Linked DNA regions of Sus scrofa: region 2 is linked to region 1. Evidence: chromatin contacts called from public HiChIP or PLAC-seq data. All regions are on one chromosome and are shown on one strand. The core of a region is the stretch at or near the end of the contact, and the rest is flanking DNA. Distances in the headings are between cores, read along the strand shown.

Region 1 (6,186 bases), core at 1,171-3,670:
TTATATAAATCAAATCATGTTTCTGATTATTGTTCACAAACATGGGGGTGATGTTATTCTGTAATTTGCTTCTTTTACTGTGACATGAAATTGACTTGTCCAGGATATTTGTGCTTTTATTTTATTTTATTTTTCCTCTTTTAGGAAAAAAGGAAGCACAGCATATAGAAGTTTCCAGGTTGGGGTGGAATCGGAGCTGCAGCCACCAATGCACACCACAGCCACAGCAATGCCAGATCCAAGCCAAACCTACTACCTGTGCAGCAGCTTGCAGGAACACCAGATCCTTAACACACTGAGTGAGGCCAGGGATTGAACCTGCATCCTCATGGATACTAGTCAGGTTCTTAATCCACTGAGCCACAATGGCAACTCCACACTTTTAATCTTTTTTAAATCAACACTACCAGAGCCCTTTCCAAAAAGCATAAAAGTAATGGGGCAGTGTACTGATCAGACTGCACATTAGGGAGTTACAAGGCAAAGCAACTAGCATGATTATGATAGCACAAAAGTGGGAGGGGGAAATGGAAGTGTGCTGTTTTGAAGTTCTTATAATATACCTGAAGTAGCAGGATTTTATCTGAAGGTAGACTGTGATGTCATAGATGCATATTGTAAACCCAGAGCCAAAAACAAAAACAAGAGGTATATAAAATAAGCTAACAATGGAGAAAAAACAATCATAAAAATATTCAAATCATCCAAAAGAAGAAAAGAAGAAGAAAGGAGCAAAGATGGAACAAACAGAAAACAAATAGTAAGACTTACATTTTACCACACCTATAGGCATATTAAATGTGAATGAGCTAAACACTCCAATCATGACATAGAGATTGTGGAGTTCCCATCGTGGCTCAGTGGTTAACGAATCCGACTAGGAACCATGAGGTTGCGGGTTTGGTCCCTTGCTCAGTTTTGGTCCCTTGCTCAGTTTGGTCCCTTGCTCAGTTTTGGCCTTGCTCAGTGGGTTAGGGATCAGGCGTTGCCGTAAGCTGTGGTATAGGTCACAGACACAGCTTGGATCCCATGTTTTTGTGGCTCTGGCGTAGGCCTGAGGCTACAGCTCCAATTAGACCCCTAGCTTGGGAACCTCCATTTGCCATAGGCCGCAGGTGCAGCCCTAGAAAAGACAAAAAAAAAAAAAAGAGAGAAATTGTTAAACTAGATAAAATGAAAAAGCAAGATTCAGTTATATACTATCTCTTTAAGTTGACATAGATGATTCTAGAAGTAGATATGCCAATATAGATGCTATTCATAAGAAAGGTAAAATAGCTATATAAAATCAAAAGCTTCAGAAACCAAAACTTTACTATCCATTAAGGAGGACATGCAATAATAATTAAAAGGTCAATTCATCAAGAAGACAATAATCTTAAATGCTTATGCCACTAAACAGAGCTTCAAAAAATATGGGGGAAAAAAAAACACACAACAACCCTGATAGGTCAGGAAAAATAGTCAAATATACACTTTTTGTTGTAAATTTCCACAATTTTCTCTGTATAATTAGACAAAATTGATATGGTTATTTCAACCAATTTGACCTAGTTGACATTTGTAAAACACCAGCAACAGTGAAATATTTTTCACTGTTTTTTCAAGTGCACATGGAATAATCACGAAGATACACGACATGCTAGGCCAAAAGTAAGGCAAGCTGATCGTTCTGGAACTCGAGGAATTCAAAACTCTATTGACACACGACCAGTGTTTTCACAAAAAAAGTTACCTCTGCAAAGGCTTTAGTGTACCTGTGCACCCAGCAGGTGAGAGCAGGTAAGAGCAGATTTACTTCTAAGCACAAGGGGCGAGGGGCGGAGACAGGACGGCGGCGGGCAGCCTGGAAAAGGTAAGAAGAAGAGCTGCTGGCCGGAAAACTGAACTAGGATGTTGTGAAACGTGCTGGACGCTTTACTGGACTGTTCTTTCATTGTCTCCATTGGAATCTCCAATGGAGATCCTCGCCTCGTTAACTCTTGGCTGCGGTGCGCCCACTTTGGGAGGCCCGGCCTGGAAGCCTGAGTGCGGACTCGAGGCAGGCGCGGAACCAGGGGACCAGCTGCTGGGCTGCCTTCCTTCTCCGGGAATCCAGCTCCAAAGTCCCGGGGTGCAGACCTGCCGAGACTGAGACCATGAAAGATGCCCTAAGACACTCCGCCTTAGGGTGCACAGGGCTACAGAGAACGCGGGCGGCGGGCACGGAGAGAACCCAAGGTAGCCCGCGAGTCCGCACCTTCCACAATCTGGGTCCCTCCGCCAGCAGAGGAAGCACAACACCGCGCCCCTTGCTAAGGTCCCACCTGGATGCCTACGCGCGGCCGGAGGGGGGCGCAGGGCAGGAGGGCAGGTGGGCGGGGTCAGGTGCCCGGACGGGGCGGGGCCGGACGGCGGCTGGGCGGGCAGACCCCGAGGCCCAGGGCTGCTGCACCGCCCCGGCCGCAGAGGCCGCAGAGCGGGCTGCCCAGCCCGCCCCTCCGCGCCATGGCCTTGCGCGCCTGGCGGCGCCGCCAGCTGCCCGCGCTGCTTGCGCTCTGCGCGCTGCTCTGCCGGCTGCAGGTAAGGAGGCCACCCACTCCCCTTGCCGCCCCGCGGGCGCCTTCCCCGCCGGTTGCAGAGCTCCGCGGAGGGCCGTCTGGGCTCCTGCTTCCCGCGCACCCTGTCCTGTGCCCGATGCTTTCGCAGGAGCTGAGGAAGGACGCAGCGCGGCGGCTGCCAAGAGGTCCTGAGACCTGGACCGAGCAGCAAGAACTGAGGATTTGGGGGCGGAGAGGGTGGAAAGCTGCGCTACTGCGGATTGAACGGTGGAAGGAGGCAACGGGCGAGTGGAAGGGTATTGAAGTGCAGAATGGGGAGTTATGGGACCCAGGCACCCAGACAGTGGCGCTTCCAAAAGTCCCACTTAGTGGTAGGCGATGGTGATGTCGTTTATTCCCCAGGCATTTCTAGAGCGCCTTCTAGGTGCCCGCGCAGAGTAGGTGCTGTGGAGACCGCGGCGTTGACACAGACACTAACCCCGCAAACAAAATAAGCGAGGGAAAAATTCAGAGCCGCAGACAGTTCCCACATAAGTAACCATCCTAAATATGATTTCAACTTTCTTGCCATTTTGAGCCCCCCCCCCCCGGAAGCTCCGTCCCTCTAACTGGGCTTCGCACCCTCTCCCCACCTAAGATTCGAGCGGTCCTCTAGAGCTCCTAGTGAAACAGAATACTGCAGTTTCTTCAGAAAAAACTGACCTCAGATTTCTTTTTTATGCTCCCCTCGTTAAGACTCCCTTCCCTTCCCACTCCCCCCTACAGTTTAAGGTCCACCGGCATAGGCTCTGGCCCTTTGAGTAACATAGAATCACTTGTCTTCAGAAACCCTGTGATGATGTTCGAACAAAATGGTGTTTGCTACTGGAGAAACCAAGGTACCTGGGATGCTTCAAGCCTGTAGGGGAGCAGAAACAGGCTTGTTCTTCAAGAGTTCATCCCGGGCTGGGCCAGGCTCGGTGAGTCTGGCATGGCCAGGCCCTTCTGGGGCTCCCCAGCCTGGGATGCACCCGGGGGCCCCCCCCTGCGGCTTTCCCTCCCCCCACAGGGCTGATAAACAGCTTCAGCTTGAAGGGGGGTCTGAAAGTGAGCATCTTCCCAGATCCTTGTTGCCCTTACCGCATCCACAAGTCCTCTGGAAGAAATTGCTTTACTAGATGGACAATACAGTTACCAAGTAAATGAAGCCAGTTACAGGTTTTCTGTCCTGGAGAAGCGCTCTAGTGTGGGAAACCCAGCATTGCAAACACTGTAAAAGTTGACTTGGAAGTACCTCCGAGGGAAGGGTAAATGGTGGTGGTTTTTTGGGGTTTCAGCAGTTTCAGATTTCCCTTCTCTCAAAATTGGCTTAGGCTGTTGTTCACATCCTTGGGCAGAACAGCACAGCCCCCCGAGGAAACTGGGCAGGAGCACTTGTAGAACCGTGTTTGGGGTGAGGAGAGAGAGGGAAGACAGCCTGGGACTGCAGCCTTGACAAAAATAACAGGAATGTGCTGTCGGTTGGGGCAGAAAATTCTCAGGAAGAGTCCATCTATTTTGTTTTTATTTGTAGGAGTCTCTAGGAATGGTTGAGGGTAAAGAAGGCGGAAAGGCCTGATGGAATTTTTCATTTTAAGCACTTCAGGTGTTGCTTAATTAAGTGTTCAACAGGTTGGACAGGGTGCTACCTTAATTGAACTAAAGGACAGAGTCCCAGTGAACTGCTAGCTACCTGAAAAAAACCTGCTCACTCCACAGGTTAAAAAAAGGCATCTCACATTGTTATTGCAAAAACTACATGTGTACATATACATATATAAGGCAGTAGGTTCTAATACTAACAGCAAATGCTTTCAAAACATTTATTTTTCAGAGCTACCTTTCAGCAAGTGTCATCTCCCCTCCCTTTCCTTTTTGGCTATTTGAATTATGGGGTTTTGTTTGTTTGTTTGTTTGCTTTTAAGGGCTGAACACATGGCATATGGAAGTTCCCAGGCTAGGGGGTCTAATCAGAGCCACAGCTACTGGCCTATGCCACAGCCACAGCAACTCGGATCCAAGCCATGTCTGAGACCCACACCACAGCTCACAGCAATCCTGGAACCTCAACCCATGAGCAAGGACAGGGATCGAACCCAAATCCTCATGGATACTAGTCAGGCTGAGCCACAACAGGATCTCCGAATTATGTGGATTTTTAAACAGGAAACAATCAAATGAAATTAGGATAGCTCTAATCAAATGATTGAAGTTTGTGCCCAGTCCCCCCCAGTGGAATTCCATTAATTCTGAAAGGTGGAGGTAGATGTTGCAGTATTGTGGTTACAAGGTACTGTGGTTACAAGCACTCATGTACAGTTACTGCTCTTTTGGCCAACCTGTTCTATTAGTTCAAAAAAAGGAATTGCATTAGCCATCCATGGCTGTGGCTGCATTAGCCATGCATTACACACTGGAATTGCATTAGCCATCCATTACACACTGGGCAAGGCTTAAGGCTGTTAAATGTGGGGGTAGGGGAGGTACTGGTTTTGCAGTATTGATTCTAGAAAGTGCTTTATCTGTATTTAGTTTCATTTACATTATATTACATGGCCTTAAATTTACCTGGAGGGCTGTAAGTTTTGCGTTTTAAAACATCTCTAATTATATCTCTGTACCTGTATAAGTGAGGGAATCTGCATTGAGACATACATAGAGTGCTTACCAAAAAAAAAAATAAAATTTTATGTTTGTAGTCCTGTTGTTTATTCCAAGTAAGAAACAATTTATAGGAGTAGGCTGTTTTCATTAAGGTATTTGATCACACAGTCACGTTTATTTCCAGTTATCCAAGACCTAAGGGCAGATTCACTCATACCTAAGCCAGCAAACATATTTGTTTGTGGTTTGTTTGTGTTTTTTTTTTTTCTTCTTTTACGACCGCACCTACGGATCCTTAACCTACTGAACACAGCCAAGGAGTGAACCTGCATCCTCACAGAGACTGTGTCAGGTTATTAACCCGCTGAGCCGTGAAGGGAACTCCCAGCAAACATATTGGGGATGTAAAACCTTGTGCGGGTGAGAAATGAGGCAAAGACACAGCTGGGTCTTCACAGGTCACAGTCTCATGAAAAGGATGAGACAAGTGAAGCTGTGATAATAATAATAATAATGAGAAGCACAGAGAGAGAGCGCGTGGGTGTAGCCAGGGCAATCACGGAGGACTTTCTCATTAGGGGCTTCAGAAGTGATCTTTGGAGGATAGGCAGGGAATCAAGAGTCAGAAAGAATGATTCCAAGAGACGGCTGGGGAAGAAAGTGTTCTATTGGAGAGGGTGCCGTGAGTGGTTTAAGCCTAAAGGAATTTTGCCTCCCAAAAAAGAAGAAAAAAAAACACATTTTTTTTTTTTATCACTTCACAGATAGCACAAACCTAGCTAGATCTGTAAAACTAGCTTAATTCAAGAAACCCCACTATAGACAGGGTATTAAACATTTATAGTTTTTGAGATAACACTTTTATGGCTCGTGTGGAGGTGGTAAGGTAGACTAATCAGAAACAGGCTGCCCAGCCCTGGAAAGGCCGGTGGGGAGACCCGAAGAGGAAATCCCCTGGGTGGGGCTCAGGGTGTCAGATAGGCGGGTGCCTGCACCTGCCCAGGCTGTCTTCCTCCCCACCAGC
Region 2 (6,186 bases), core at 1,418-3,917, 130 kb before region 1:
AAACAGATGAATAACTACTACAAATTTTAAAATACACATACGCACGTACCAATAAAATTTATTTAGCTTATGTCTGTGGGATGTCTACCACACACTGAAAAACAATGTTAAAAAATTAGAATGTATAAGTGTATAAAGACTAGACATTTATAAAACTTTAAATCATTGAAAAACTTGCATTTAAGATATTACCTGTGGTTATCTTAAGATTATTAAAGCAAAAAATAATTTTTTAAAAATACGAACATGGGTGTTCCCGTCATGGCTCAGTGGTTAATGAATCCGACTAGGAACCATAAGGTTGCAGGTTCAATCCCTCACCTTGCTCAGTGGGTTAAGGATCTGGCGTTGCTGTGAGCTGTGGTGTAGGTTGCAGATGCGGCCCGGATCCTGCGTTGCTGTGGCTCTGGTGTAAGCTGGTGGCTACAGCTAAGATTAGACCTCAGGCCTGGGAATCTCCATGTGCCACGGCAGCAGCCCAAGAAATGGCAAAAAGACCAAAAAAAAAAAAAAAAAAAAAAAAACTTATACAATATGAACATGACTGACATGTTTGAAAAAGTGCTTTTATATTTTCATCACTAAAATAGAAACTTCAACGATTATTCTGATTATTCAATGAAACATTAGCTGTAAAGATCTAGATTAATGTAAATCTTGCTAAGCAGAAGGAAAATTTCCCAACAATATTAACAGCAAATTATTTTAAGTGGAGATCAGCAATTATTAATATTCTGGTATGGGCTATTTCTTAAACATTTTAAATTGATAAGTAAACCTCTATGTACTGTGGAAAAGAAAAGTACTTACTGAGAAGTATGGCCAGTTGATTTGTTATGGGGTTGGAAGGTAAACAAGTCCATGATTATAGGATACAAAATAGACTCAGGAAACTACTGATGTGTTTTAGGAAGTCAATCATGGAAGAACTTCTACATACAACTTTTGACAACTCTCTGAGGAAATACATTTTAAATCTATTTTCAACTTTCATTCTAGAAATCAGACCCTATATTAAAGATAGTCCCTTTGGGGCCTACTAACTTGACTGCTTTTTCTGGCTGTAGTTACTAAACACTTGACATTGGGTTTGCTTTGCTTTATTTTTAAAAACCTGTCAAATATTCACAATATATACTAATATTACATTAATTGATAACTGACTATAACGACAGATTTATTGTATACTAGGCACCAGGTACTGTGACAAGCATATTCCTAATTCTGTGAACTTTCAGAGTATCCCCTTGACAGATGAAGCTGAGAGAATTAAGGAACTCTAATTTTAAAGTCTCACAGCAAATAATTGCCAAAACTGGGATATGAGCTTTAGGCTCTTCAGCTCAATAAGCATAATCCTTGAAGGGAGGACTCTAAGTGCAGGGACCTTAAATACAAAAGATTTCTAAAATGCCGCATTACAGACATGGAAATGCTGTATATAGCCAATCCATTTCTAATCATGCCCTTTCCATGACATTCCCTAATCCCTACCATTCCTCCATTACATTGGTTCCATTTTCAATCTCTCTGACAAACTTAGTTACAATGAGGATCAGCAATCTTTTTTGCTAAGAAATATGTAACAGGACAGCGCGTAGCCTATTTTGACATAATTTCCCTAAGATCTGGGATTTTTTTCCCCATGCTTTTCTTCAATATATGGCAGACACACAACAATTTAGAATTCAAACATTAGGAGCTAATATTCTATTCAAAAAATACTTCAAATTCTTACTACTAACAACATCAAAACACTTCTACCAAAAACAAAACAAAAAACCCAAAACTTCACTCCAATGAAATTTTAGTTTACCGAGTCTGGTAAACTGAAATTAAGCCTACATTTAAATGTTGGCATACATTTACATGAACCAATAACGTGCCCTAAGGATATGAAAGAATACTCTATTTGTATTTTTTCACAGAGCTAAAGGAGATACTTTACTGCTTCAATGGAATATAACTTTACCCAACCAAACCTTTGAGTTCTGTCTTCTATTTACTCCCTCCACCTCCCATACCCTCACCCTACCGCATACCGCTCTACCTCTAACTCGGTGGTAAGTAGGCGGTCCCCAGGCCTAAGGTGAGAAAGCAAGGAACAGAAGCCACATTCAGACTGCTGCCCCTGCCCTGGGCACTTGCTACACTTGCGGAGAACATGTCATTAGCAGCACACAGTAAGAAAAAGCGAAGTATCCTAAGGAAAAGTGAAGCAGCGCGTCAGAGGCCGTGAGGCCAGCTTCAGAACCACCACACCTCTCCTCTCTAGTCCCCTGACTTTACCTGGGCTTATCCAGGTGAGGCCTGATCTCAGGAATGAGGTCTTCTCAGCGCGAAGGCCGATCCAGCTCTGTAGCAGAGTTCCCCTAGGTCCCCGAAAGGAAAGCCAAGAGAACGTTCCTAGGCCACCGTCATAACTGCCCCTTATCGTGGAACGCCCCCGATACTTACCTGACCAGAGCTGCTCTCGCGATAATTCTTGGGCCCGTACTCCGTAACTCCAGTCCCCGCCCCCCTCCATCGGCCAATAAAATAGGAGTGGGGGAGGGGCTTTGCCTCTGAGCTGGGAGCGGGGCTCCCAATCTTTGCTGGCTGGGGTTGAGAACGGGCGGGGCGGGGAGGGGCGGGGCTGGGGCAGAAAGAGGGGCAGGGCCCGCGCCATTTCTCGCGAGACTGGGGACCAGGAAGACGCCTGCAGAGCCCGGCTGCTGGTGCAGCTGCTGCTAAGGCAGCGGCTGCTGCTGTTGCTACTGCGCTGCATCCGGACCATTTGCCTCCGAGCCTGGGCCTTGTCTCCAGGTGAGGAGGCGGGACCTAGTGAGGCCGGGGCTGTGGAGGTGCACAGTGCCTGCTCAAGCTTAGCTGGAATTCAGGCTGCGGCCTGTCTGATCCAGACAGGGAGGCGCCCACACTCCTGACAGTGTAAGATGGCGGCGATGGCGCCTGGAGGTGGTGGCGGCGGCGTGAATCCATTCCTCAGCGATTCAGACGAGGACGACGACGAGGTTTCAGCGACCGACGAGCGGCGGGCAGGACTTAGGCTCAGTTCTGGGAGCGGCCTAGATCCTGGCTCTGCAGACTCGCTATCGCCCCAGGATCCCGTGGCCTTAGGAAGCAGTGCAAGACCAGGGCTCCCTGGGGAGGGGTCAGCGACTGCAGTGACACTAGGGAGCACCGGGGAGACCCCCGCCAGATTGTCAATTGATGCGATCGCGGCTCAGCTGTTGCGCGATCAATACTTGCTGACAGCCCTGGAGCTGCACACGGAGCTGTTGGAGAGCGGCCGCGAGCTGCCCCGGCTGCGCGACTACTTCTCCAATCCTGGTAACTTCGAGAGGCAGAGTGGGACCCCGCCTGGGATGGGGGCGCCGGGAATCCCTGGAGCAGCTGGCATTGGAGGCGCAGGAGGTCGGGAGCCGAGTACGACATCGGGTGGGGGACAGCTCAGTAAGTGAAAGCAGCCTGCCTCTTGTCTGGGCAGTTGGGATTGTAAGAGGTTCTTGTGGAGGAGGGGGTACCTCTGGGCGGGTACTGAGTATTAGGGACGTTTCAGAGAGAGACGGTTCGGGTTGGGGGTAGTCTTTCGTGGTGGAAGCAAAAGGATATGGCAGTGACTGTTCTCTGCCCGCCTCCAACTCTTGGCTGGACTTGCACCTGCTCCTGGCTCCGCTCTTGGTGTGTATCTATTAATTATCCAGAGTTTCCAGTTCACTGGCTTTACGTGACTCCAGAAAGACTTCTTTGCAACCTGGTTTATCGCTTTAATCATTTTTCCATTTTCGACAATCTCCTGAATCACCACTACCAGGAAAAAGTGTTCCTTTAATTGTTCGCAGTAATTATTTGACTCAGAATCAAGAGGGAAAAGAATAGGAAATGTTGCTAGCCCTTAAAGTCAGATCCACTTGAAGACCTTTTGTCTTTAGGATGACTTACTTAAAAGTTAGGTTTTTTGCTGGTAAAATTTTTTCTGTTTAAATAAACTCAATTTAATTCCATTTCAGTTCCGTAATTTCAGTAGGTTTCCAGAATTTTAGGAAGCCTAGGGTGGAGGGCGGGCAAATTCTATCTACCTGCAGTGTATCTGCAGCTCACCAGCTCACAGGCCTTCTTCTCTACATTAAGTTAGGAATTAACTTTTTTTCCCTTGTTATAGTCATTTTTAGCAGTGTACAGTAATCATCTACCTCATTCATCATTTATTTATAAGCATTTCTTATGGCTTTAAAACGTGCCATCAAGGATGTATACTAGGTTCCCAGCAACCCCCTTTTGAGAGGCATCTTAGATATTACCTTACTAATGGTATGAGATGTTTTAGTGTGTTATGTGAGGCCAATTGGAATTTACTAATAAATGTTAAATATACACGTTTTAAATTGTAGCCTAATTGATTATTTTTTGTCTATACTTTTGAATAGTGCCAGAGATTTAGATTGCCTAACTTAGATGTAGTAGTGAAAGTTCAAGGAGTGCATTTTCCTTTAAGGTAAATCCTAAACAGATTTTTTTTTTTTTTTTTTTTTTTGTCTTTTGTCTTTTTAGGGCTGCATTCGCAGCATATGGCAGTACCCAGGCTGGGGGTCTAATCAGAGCTGCAGCTGCCGGCCTACGCCAGAGCCACAGCAATGCCAGATCCAAGCCGCGTCTGTGACCCACACCACAGCTCATGGCAACAGATCCTCAACCCACTGAGCGAGGCCAGGGATTGAACCTGCAACCTCATGGTTGCCCTAGTTGGATTCATTTCCGCTGCGCCATGACAAGAACACCCTTAAACAGATTTCTATCTTGAATGTGGAATTTTCCCAGCAGGTGTAACTTCCTTGGTCAATATTATAGGATAATCTTCCGTTTCTGGAAAAGATTTTCTCATCGGTGACCTTTAAGACTATAAAATGTAACAAAGAGCAGTGTAACAAAATTGTTAGGTAGTTGGCTTTTTTTGTTTGTTTTAAGATTTCTGATCTATCTAATAATGATTTTTACCTGATAAGCTCTAACTGCTTCCTCAAACCCAGCTAAAATGTTATCTTTGTAAATGTTTCCCACACTCCCCAGGCTTAGTTGATTGGTTCTTTGATTATATTACTTTCACACCTTAACGGTAGCTTTTAACTCCTTTATAGTTGATTTGTTAACAATATCATTTTTTTTCCATTAGATAGTCACTTCTTGAGAGACAGTTTTATATTCCTCACAATTTAAACAGTCCCTGGCCTATTGTTGAACATAAATGAATTGCATCTATGTTTTTCTACTATATTGAGATGAAGAAATAGGTTTTTCCTGACTTCCTAACTTTATTTAAAAGACTTTCTTAACCTTTTCAGTCTACCTTATTTTGACTTGATATCACTGTGTATAAGTGAAAAGTTCTCTTAAAAACTTTTTGTAGGAGTTCCCGTTGTTGCTCAGGGGTTAACAAACTTAACTAGTATCCACGAGGACGCAGGTTCAATCCCTGGCCTTGCTTAGTGGGTCATGGATCCCGTGTTGCTGTGAGCTGTGGTGTAGGTCGAAGATGTGGCTTAGATCCCGAGTTGCTGTGGATGTAGTGTAAGCCGGCAGCTATAGCTCTGATTAGACCCCTACCCTGGGAACCTCCCTCCATATGCCACGGGTGTGGCCCTAAAAAAAAGACAAAAAACCCCACAACTTTTTGTATAGAAATAGTTATAATTTAGTGTAAATATCATAACAGTGTTTTAGAGTAAAAATTGACTTCTAAATGCCTTTGTATTACTATTAGAGTTTCTTGAAATAACTTTAGTTCTATGATCAAAAATCATGATTTTGGAGTTCCCGTTCTGGCTCAGTGGAAACAAATCCAACTGGGAACCATGAGGTTACAGGTTCAATCCCTGGCCTTGCTTAGTGGCTTAAGGATCTGGCATTGCTGTGAGCTGTGGTGTAGGTCACAGACACAGCTCGGATCTGGCGTGGCTGTGGCTCTGGTAGGCCAGCAGCTGTAGCTCCAATTAGACCCCTAGCCTGGGAACTTCCATATGCCCTGGGTGTGGCCCTGAAAAGACAGAAAAAAAAAAATCACCAGCATTGGCCAAGGAAGGGGAGGGCAAAATTTCCCCAATTGAGAACCACTTCCATAGATAAGTTTTGCCTCATTTAAAATTCTGTATATATGCATTTGCAGAGCATACTTTTTTTTCTGTCTGGCCT

Evidence for each region. HiChIP or PLAC-seq counts read pairs in DNA pulled down with a chosen protein or histone mark.
Region 2: a contact with region 1 is called in an H3K27ac HiChIP or PLAC-seq map of alveolar macrophages. The contact joins the promoter of KIAA1468 here to the promoter of TNFRSF11A in region 1. A contact is called at or near these places in 1 of 47 Hi-C or Micro-C datasets (alveolar macrophages) and 2 of 2 datasets of contacts at active chromatin or transcription factors (alveolar macrophages and skeletal muscle).

Annotation. Positions count from the first base shown.
Region 1 is chr1:159,183,710-159,189,895 of Sscrofa11.1, reverse strand. TNFRSF11A (tumor necrosis factor receptor superfamily member 11A) reads left to right here and starts at 2,420. Exons shown (of 10, transcript XM_005654480.3): 1 at 2,420-2,562. The coding sequence starts at 2,488.
Region 2 is chr1:159,314,156-159,320,341 of Sscrofa11.1, reverse strand. It overlaps KIAA1468 (lisH domain and HEAT repeat-containing protein KIAA1468 homolog), which reads left to right and starts at 2,667. Exons shown (of 29, transcript XM_005654481.3): 1 at 2,667-3,453. The coding sequence starts at 2,934. It overlaps PIGN (GPI ethanolamine phosphate transferase 1), which reads right to left and starts at 2,608. Exons shown (of 28, transcript XM_021099782.1): 1 at 2,458-2,608.